Regions from separate parts of the Mus musculus genome. Here region 1 is linked to region 2. Evidence: chromatin contacts called from public HiChIP or PLAC-seq data. All regions are on one chromosome and are shown on one strand. The core of a region is the stretch at or near the end of the contact, and the rest is flanking DNA. Distances in the headings are between cores, read along the strand shown.

Region 1 (4,600 bases), core at 1,849-4,348, 53 kb after region 2:
TAAAGAAAATATCTAATAAATAAATAAATAAATAAATAAATAAATAATAAAAAGAAAGGTAGCAATAAGAACAATCAACTAGAAAGACAAGAAACAAAATGGGAAGGCCAGGTTCAAAGTTACAGGTGTTCTGATAGGAGAGAATGAGGGATTGACCTGGGTGGTGGCAGACGTTGCATAGATGGGTAGGAAAAACTGGCAGAACCGTAAGTGTGAGGGTGAGACTGAAAACTTGGACAGAACTTTGCCAACACTATTTATTAATTAATAGGTAGACAAGGAGCCTCTGAGATGGAGAGATGGCAAAGAGGAGAGAGAAAGAGAACACAAACCAGGGGAGTGGGGTTTTATAAAGGAAAGCAAAAGTCAAAAGGAAGACATTTACCACGAGCGGAATCTACTGATTAGTTTACAGATGAAGGAGGCTATTACGAGGAAGAGGGTCGACCTCTCAGAGGGCAGTTAAGAAGCTCTGATTGAGAATCCTCATGGAGAATTCCTTGGCCCATGAGCCAGCTGGAGAGTGTGTGACTCCATCCATGTTAAGGGTACAGTTGGTTTCTTCTCTGTATGTGCACTTAACTTACATATTTCCTAGGTGTCACATGATCTCTGTTCTCCACCCTTGGCCTGCCCGTGAACAATGAAAAGGGATATGTATGGAACAAAACTGAGTGCTTGTTCCTCTTATCCACTCGTGAGGGGATTATGGGAAAAAGAGATTTGAATCTAAGTGCTAAAATAAGATCCAAAATGAGTTTGCGTCTAGTGTTGTCTGCCCGTGTGCTGTGGAGAATGTAAGGTGTAGAGACACACATTTATGCTTGCCTTTACATTTTAACTTCTGTATATATTTGCATCACAATTGTGCATGTCTGTGATCTATAAATAATAATAAGTGTGTCTGTTTAGTGCTATGTTCAAAATGTTCATATAGGGAGGATAAAATGAAAGTTTAAAGTACCAGGGACCTAGAACTTTCAGCTGCATCTCAACCTTAGATACCCAAAATATCCAAAATTATGTTGCCCACTTATGAATCTCCACTGCTCTCTTAAATGGCAAAACTTGATTGTATGATTTTATTTAATTAGATGATTAAAATAAAGAGAAAATGTGGTCCTTAGATATACAAACAACTGAACCAGAAAGAGAGAAATAAACACGTGGAGTCATTTTATACAGGTGTCATATAAATCCTGTCTGCTTTCTGACATTGAATCATCCCAATTAACTAACTGCAGAAGAAAACTGGGTACCTGACTTCATGCCTTTCGGCAACACATTCCACCCAGGTCCTTCTCAAGGGCTCCTCCCAGAACAAGCCTCAACATTTCAAAGATCAGAAAATGGTGCTGTGCTTCGATGGCTCCTTTTAATAATACCGACAATTAAAAAGAGATGAAAAGCCAGGGTTTGGGTTTCTAGTTCCTCTTAGGAGAGAGAGAGTTCCAGAGTCTGAAGGTCAGAATCCAATCCAACTGTCTTAAACCCCTAGATTAGACCCGATGGCCCCTCAGATCAACTGTGTTTCTCTAGGGCAGAACATGTGTGAGGCATGGGGGCACAGGTTAGCGTCCCAACAATTAGCAGTGCTCTGTGTCTGCGACAGAATCGGGATAGGGACATATTTCTCTCTTCTCCAACAGACAAAAAATTCCACAAGGCGAACCTGGACTAGTTTTCCTCAACCTTAAAGAAAGATGAACCTCAGAGAAGCACAGATTAAGGAATGCTTTCTGCTGGGGCGTGGTGGCGCACACCTTTAATCCCAGCACTTGGGGGGCAAAGGCAGGCGGATTTCTGAGTTCGAGGCCAGCCTGGTCTACAAAGTGAGTTCCAGGACAACCAGGGCTAGACAGAGAAACCCTGTCTAGAAAAAAAAAAAAAAAAAAAAGGAATACTTTCCTTCTTTGTAAAAATTAAGTGACATCCAGTGACCACTTTGCTATTTTGTTAGCTGTTTAATGCAATCCCCCCCACACACACACCGTCCCCTCCCATCTCCCCTCAACTACCTTAAAATCCTTCATCTTGGGCATGACCAGGCTGTGGATAAAGGTGGAGAGAAAGTTCTCCTGAGCCTCTCAGCAGCCTGCCTTCCCCACTCTCCTTCCTTACTTAATGCAAAGGAAGTCAGGTCAGGCAGCCTGGCACCAGTCTCAGCTAATCCCCTTGCCTTGTGGATCAAGAGAGTGGAGAGAACCAGCCTAAATTTACTTTCTTTGAAGGACATTACAACAATAAAAGGAAGGCAGGAGGGAAGGAAGAGTGCCCCCTCTGCCTAGTTGATTGGCTTTTCTTCCTCCTATGGAAAGAAACACCAGTGCTCCTTCCTGAAATAAGAATAGGGGGCATTGTGCGCGCGGGGTGAAAAATACACATCAAAGTTTCCTGCAAAGCCACCCTTTGAGAGCTGCATGCTGCAGCCCAGAGCTGGATCCCCGGTTCCTGGTTCAGAGCTAGTTCAGCACCTGCTGGGGATCCGCGGGAAGCTGGGAGGCTGGATGCGTGGTCTGCTGGCCACCCACAAACGCTCCAAATCTGTGGGTGTGAGAACATCTCTAAACCCAAACCTCTTAGAAAGATGACTTTGAAGGATGCTTGATCGGGTGAAACACGTCTTAATGAGGATGTGGGGTGTGTGTGTGTGTGTGTGTGTGTGTGTGTGTGTGTGTGTGTGTCTGTGTGTCTGTGTCTGTCTGTCTGTCCTGTTTGTTCAAGTGGCTCCACGAAGCCTGGATCCCGAGTCCACATAGATGCAGAGCAGACATCGCCAGCTCCAGAGCAGCACTCGATCCCTCCCTGGTCTTCTAGGACCAAAGCGGGTCTCTCCAGCCTCGGACGCGGACGCGCAGTGGAGTTCAGACTTACCTTGAACTAGCATTAGCAGCCGCAGCAGGAGCGCGCCCCCTGCCTGTCCCGGTCCCATCTTGGGTCTGCGCTGGGGAATCTAAAGTGCTCTGGGGGTGCACACAGTATCCTCGATCCAGGGCTCCCAGAGGCTAGACTTTCCAGAAACTGTACGGAGGAGTTCTCTCCAGCCTGAATGAGAGCAAGGAAAAGTTGCTTGCAGCTTCTGAGCTAGGAACCGCCCCTGCCTGCCCCTCCAGCCTGGGCAAACTCCGGATCTGTCCTGCCACGCCCCACGGAGCCCAGCCCCTCAGCGTCTGTGGCTCCTCCAGCGCTCTGAAAAAGGAGTCAAGATCCATGGACGCCCACGGAGCCCTCGGCATCTTACAGACAGTGCGGACGCGACTCCAGCCCGGTGGCTTTTTCCTACCTGTACCAAACTGTTCTAGCTCACCAGACCCAAGAGCTCAGGATCCACCCACAACCAACATCTCTTCGTCCTCTGTCCACAGGAAACTAACTCCTAGGCAGTTCCCTCCACCCCCCAACGCAGTTGTATCAAGCCATAGCCCTCAATAACTCAGAAGAAGAGCCAGGGGACCTGAACAGTGTGTGCCCTTCTCTGCTTTTCCTGAGTGGGTGGAGAAAGGGACAGAAATAAGCTCGGAATGACCAGGTTCGACACTAAGTCATCAGAAAGAGCTGCTCTCAAGCTATGATTATCCCTGAGGTACTATTTTTGCACCACAGAGGGGTGTGAGGGAGAGAGAGGGGGGTGGGGATTGTTCATTTCTGAGACGATGAGGAGTTGGATCACTGAGTTTACCTGATTTATTTCAGGACAGGTGAGAAGAGTTGACAGGGGCTCAAATGCAGTGGGTCTCAACCTTTCTAGTGCCGCGACCCTTCAACACAGTTCTTTATGTTGTGGTGACCTCAACATTATTATCGTTTAAAATTATTATCGTTGCTACTTCTCTGATTCTGAATTGTTATGTAACATCTGTGTTTCCCAATATCTTAGGGTACACCGATGGAAGGGGGGTCGCAACCCACGGGTTGAGAATCTCTCCTCCTGAGCTCGTGCCTTGCCATTTCCCAAACTTTCCGATTCTGGAAAGACAGCATTCATCTGGGTCTTTCACTTTTGAATCCAAGAAATAGAACATGCACTTTTAATCGTCTTTAAACCCAATATCCGTAGAAGCTCAGCCGCAGGTTCCTGCCCATTGATGAGGCTAGAATTATTCCAGTGCCTACTTTCTGAAGCACTCAAAAGGTTTTGTAAAATAAAGAATTGCTTGTCTAATGGCTATTGCTCATTCAAAATCTCTTGGGAGCAGGCCTCTGAGCAAGAAGGGACTCCCCAGGTCCATAGAGCAAGCGAGCAACTTCCAGGTGGGACAGACGTAGCCACTTGGGAAAAGCCAAACGCTTTAAACCTATTTATAAAACGGTAGGTAGAACTGGAACCTCTACTTCTTTGTGTGTGTGCATATGTGTGCAGGTTTATGTGTGCTGATGTGTGTGTTTGTGTAGACACACATGTATGCCCGCCAGGGGACAAACCTAAGTGTTATTCCCTACAACCATCCACCTTTTGTGTTGCGATAGTCTATCACCGGATTGGATCTTGCCAAATAGGCTAGACTGGATGACCAGCTAGACTCATGACGGTACCAAGTTGGAGCTCACCGGCCGCTAGAACTTATGATTAATGTCCTATATTCAGCACCCTCGAACCTCA
Region 2 (4,777 bases), core at 1,681-4,180:
AATTTGGGTGAATTCTAATTCTTGTTCATTTGGAAATTATAGTGGTAAAGGAAAAATTCAGGCCTTTAAAAAGGTACTAAAAGCCAGACAATCCACACCTAAACAAACAGTGACCAGGCCCTATTTTGGAACACTTGCCAGGACCCCAAGTTTTTTCCCTTGGGGATAGGCCCCAGCTACATTCTCTGCTGAAGGCAGGCATCCTCCAAGGTTATTTTGACAACATTCTTTCCTCAATCTGGGTTACTGGACTGGAAATGGCTCTCCACTTAATGACAAGTGACTCATGTTTATGGCCTTCAGTTTATGACATGGTCCAGCCACCAAAGAGACAGAGACAGGAAGGATGAAGCCAGTCACATCTTCTCTTATGGATACTCTCTTTTGAGACATTTGAAGAAAATCTTACCAGTCAATGAAAGCTTCTACTTCAGTACACAGAAAATGAAGGGTCCGATAAGACAGGGAATGGTGAGACAGACATGGCAAGTGTGGGCCAGATATGTATCTTAGAGGGAGTGGGAAGATGACACAATGAGTGTTTTGTTCACGTGATGACTGGGTAAACAGACACCAGCATCATAAGCAGTGTGGGAAAGGAATGGGGCTGGTTCAGGACTTACTGAATGTGCTAAGTGAGTTGGTACTTGCCCAATAGAGATGCTCATCTTCAGGGAGAGTTGACTGATGACTTTGGAAAGAGAGTTAAGTGATGATATAAAGCAATGGGTAGCCCACACAGGGCTGGAACTCACAGCAAGGGAGGGACATTATTCCTAACGGAGCGGACAGTGGAGCAGAAGAGAGAGGGCTTTGTTCAGTGAAGAAAAACCAGAAGATGGAGTCAGTGAAGAGAGCAGAGCTGTTGAGAAAACATTGGTGGGGATCGCAGAAGTCTGTGGTGTTCAGTGAAGACTGAGTTCATAGCAGCGTGTCTGTCTGTCCTTATCAAATGTTCAGAGGAGCTCAGGACAGTGGGGCTCGACGGGGAAGTGCTAGGATAGCTGATGGAGACACCATGTTCACTTAGTGGCAGAGCTACAACGTTCAAGGAAGAAGAGGCAAGAAGATGGCGGCAACTTGTTTTAATGGTGTTTGAAGGAACAGAACCAGGAGATGGACAAGGCTGGGATCGGGTGTAAGGGCAAGCACATTTGTTCTCATCTTAAAAAAAAAAATGACAGGCGAACATTTAGTAAAGTGTCTATTAAAGCTTACAGAATTGAAAAGGAGAAACTGAGGTAAGAAAGGGATGGAAGCCATGCAGCTGTGAAGGTCACACTCCATGTGGGTTGCAGCAGACATGATAGATAATCTCAGCATTCAGATTCTTGTGTGTATTATCCCATGAGCTTCATTAGTATGTATAGAATACCATACTAGCTTAATTTGTTTGCCGTTAATACGAACAGTGGTAGATTGTTTCATCTATAGTATTTTAATCTATAGCCTTTGCAAAATTGTGCAATTCATGTCAAAAAATCATATAAAACCATTCCATCTCTGGCAGTCCCATGACTGTGGTGTGTAGCCTGATTTCCTCTGGGTCCTGTCAAGGGGAGCCGATCAGAAAGCTCAGACTTGGTTCCACCCTTGTCACTCTTCTTTTGCCCTTTCCGTTTTCTTTTCTTTCTATTTGTCCTTCCACGTTGTCAAAGCTTTTACCTGATAGCAGCAAAACTTACCTTGCGAATTCGATAGCTCTGAAGGTGTTTGTGAGGTCCCCACCATGTTGGCGCGTCTCAGATGTGGCCTGGACCATATCCTCTTTGGTTTCGAAATCGTTCAAGTTAAATATAATTCTCGGCTCATTGGCATATTGAATTAACGCCACCTGGAAAAGAGCAGAAGTTTATGACTGTAATTAGCTTATAAACATCTCATACTTAACCAATATAATAAGAACTCAAGGTGAGTTTCGATGTGAGCCAATAGCTTAAAGGAACTCATTTCAATTCTGAGCTTGACAATTATTCCTCTTTCTGTGGAATGAGCTTTGTTCAAGGCCATGAGTGTGTGACAGGAGCATGACTACCAAGCAAGATAATCTGTTACAGTTTACACTTTTGGTTCAAAAGTAACTATAGATTCTTAAAGCACTTCCTTAGTGTACTTAATGCAAATGAATATTAGGCTCAGGTTTCTAACACAAATATTAAAACATATACAAATAAATAAGATCTCTCGTTATCAATGGGTAGAACCTTGAAGACAGCTATAAGTAATCGGAGGTGGAGACTAGCACCTCCTTAGTTGAGAGTAGTTATGTAACAGAGTCGGAGTTGAATTGAAGAGAACCTCACACACCCCTAAGCAATGTACTCTATTTGATTGATGATGGTTGGAGTTCCCTTACTGTGGGTTTGAGCATTGTCAGAGCAAGGGTGTTGGATGCACATATGGGGCAAGGAACTTCTGACCTTTAGAGGATCCAGCATCAGAAAGAAACTTACTTGAGAGAGCTAACAGAAAGATAAACTTCTGAGCAGGATGTTTGGGGGAGGAGCATAGTCTAATCCTTTAGTTTAAGAAACGTACATATTTCTATCAATAAGCCTGTTCCTGAGCATTGAAAGTATTCTCCCAGCCTAGGAGATGTGTAACCAGGAAATAGGAATGAGGGGCAAGAGGCTCTCTAAGAGACACAAGAGTCTCTGAGGTAAGGATATCAGGGCGTGGAAGGACAGCCCTTGATTGTTGAGTCCAGTCTGTAGCATTGCCTGGGAGGTGGTATGACAGCCACGGGGGGGGGGGGGGGGACGGAGACATGAGAAACACGCTGATCATCCTGGGCATCTTTCTTTAAGAGAAGATGTGCAAGCAATTCAAAAGTGACTGATGATGTCAGCCGCATGTGATCCTCAGGACGCAGCCGAGGCCTGAGTGTCAGGAGAGGAGGGTTTATGACGTATGTGCTTGAGTGGAGAGACAACTCAGCTTCCTCTAGGCAAGGGGACAATGGAGGGTGGCAGGAAGATGAATCTGAGAATAGTCCTGAAACCTGGCGACTGTCGAATCAGCTGTGACAGGTGTGATAACTGACTCATAGGCAGAAGAAACAGACAAGCGTGAAAGCTCTGTACTTCAGGAGATCTAAAGGCGCTGTTCTCCAGAAACCAGTGTGATATGTAGTCTTCATAACTAGAAGTTTCTAGTGAAACTAGTGGAATTTCCATGGTCTCCGAAAGCAGTTTGCTCACTCCCCTGGCATAGAAAAGCAATGCCCTTTTTAAAAATAATACCTTAAAGGGAACCAGAAAAGTGAATTTTCACTAAAGATATCTTCAAAGAATAAGGAAAACTGTTGCAATAGCTGTGACTAGGTGTGAGGTTTCAGCCTATCAGATGCCAGTGAACTGCTCTCCGGGGATGCTGCTGCTCGGCCAGAAGGACCTATGAGTAGTAGATTGAGTCAGACACCGGAAAAAGAGAAGAGGATGGTGATGGTGATGGTGGTGGTGATGGTGGTGGTGATGATGATGATGATAGTGAAGAAAAAACAACTCAAGATATCTAGGAATTACCCCTCTCTGTTCTCTCTCCTTCCCTCCCCTACACTCTCCTTCCTTCTAGGTTTCGCTCTGTTGTCCAGGCCAGTTTCAGAATCTTGGGCTCCAGAAATGCTCCTGCATTTATTTAGTGAGTAGCTGTTATTTTTTTTTAAAGTGTGTACTATTTAGTCTTGGGAAATTATGAAACTTTTGTGCCTGAGTTTTAGGTCCATACATCAAGAAGATATAATAGCATCCAATTAGAGACTTCTGAAAACATATAAAACAGTTTCAAATTATTGAAAATACTTGCTCCTATGTTAAAATACAAAGCAAATTAGCCTAGATTATAAACTAAAGGCTATAAACTAATGTTAGAATTATGTTTACTGAATTATTGTTAAATTTCACACAATTCACGTAATTTTTTTTTACCAGAAAGGTGTAAATAAGAATTCACTATTGGTCAAAATAGGTATTAAGAAAAAATATGTGTCCAATTTAAAAAGTTATTATTTTTTATTTATTTGTGTATATATATATATATATGTGTGTGTGTGTGTGTGTGTATGTGTGTGTGTATATATATGTATATATGTATATATATATATATATATATATATATATATATATATATATATTCACATGTATGTGAGTTTATGTGCACCATGTATGCACAGGTGTCAGTGGAGGACAAAGGACCTTGAACCTCCTGGGACTGGAACTGTAGTCTGGGAACTAAACCTGGTTCCTTTGCAAGAGCAGGATGTATTCTTAACCTCCAAGTCATCTCTCTATTCCCTTAAAATGTATTATTAATTACCTCATGGGTTAAAAAATTTTAAAAAGCAGTTTTGAAAGAGACTTAAATGCTATACACCATTTTTAATGCCTCTGTCAAAAATAAAACTATAAAATTAACAACATTGAACCAAGTCATATAGGTAGAATACTGACCTTAGAAATATATAGTTCAATTAATTTTCCAGGTTACCATTACATTCATTTAATATGAATATTTTGCCAAATGAAAATTTAAAACTTCATATCTAACATTATTTTCTCCAAAAGCAAGCTGTGAGCTTGTTTGTTTGTTTGTTTGTTTGTTTTTGATGTCCTTACCTGTGTCTTTTTAGGTCCTATATCCAGGCCTGTCACAAACTTTACCAAAAAGTTCTTTACTGCTTCCCAAGGATAAATACTGTTTGATTCATCACATACAACTACAACATCCACGAGGGAAGGGCAAGCTGTGCAGAAAGAGATGACAAAAACACATTGTTTTC

Evidence for each region. HiChIP or PLAC-seq counts read pairs in DNA pulled down with a chosen protein or histone mark.
Region 1: a contact with region 2 is called in a BATF HiChIP or PLAC-seq map of CD8 T cells, with 17 read pairs. The contact joins the promoter of Itga2 here to the enhancer-like site in region 2. A contact is called at or near these places in 4 of 39 promoter capture datasets (HPC-7-derived erythroid cells, liver, maxillary cranial neural crest and 1 more), 1 of 15 datasets of contacts at CTCF or cohesin (CD8 T cells), 6 of 484 Hi-C or Micro-C datasets (CD8 T cells, Th1 cells, natural killer cells and 2 more), 4 of 115 datasets of contacts at active chromatin or transcription factors (CD8 T cells, bone marrow-derived macrophages, memory CD8 T cells and 1 more) and 3 of 9 other capture datasets (adipose tissue, embryonic stem cells and liver).

What each region holds. Positions count from the first base shown.
Region 1 is chr13:114,929,002-114,933,601 of GRCm38.p6, forward strand. It overlaps Itga2 (integrin alpha 2), which reads right to left and starts at 3,099. Exons shown (of 30, transcript NM_008396.3): 1 at 2,875-3,099. The coding sequence starts at 2,932.
Region 2 is chr13:114,875,936-114,880,712 of GRCm38.p6, forward strand. It overlaps Itga2 (integrin alpha 2), which reads right to left. Exons shown (of 30, transcript NM_008396.3): 6 at 4,614-4,741; 7 at 1,686-1,834. Among named protein-coding and RNA genes, the nearest start is that of Gm34845, 45 kb to the right of the region's middle. Within about 2 kb of position 2,931, at least 15 of the 459 cell types and tissues checked have an H3K27ac peak or open chromatin away from gene starts, as enhancers often do. A contact at or near this core is called in CD8 T cells, Th1 cells and memory CD8 T cells, where this site is marked.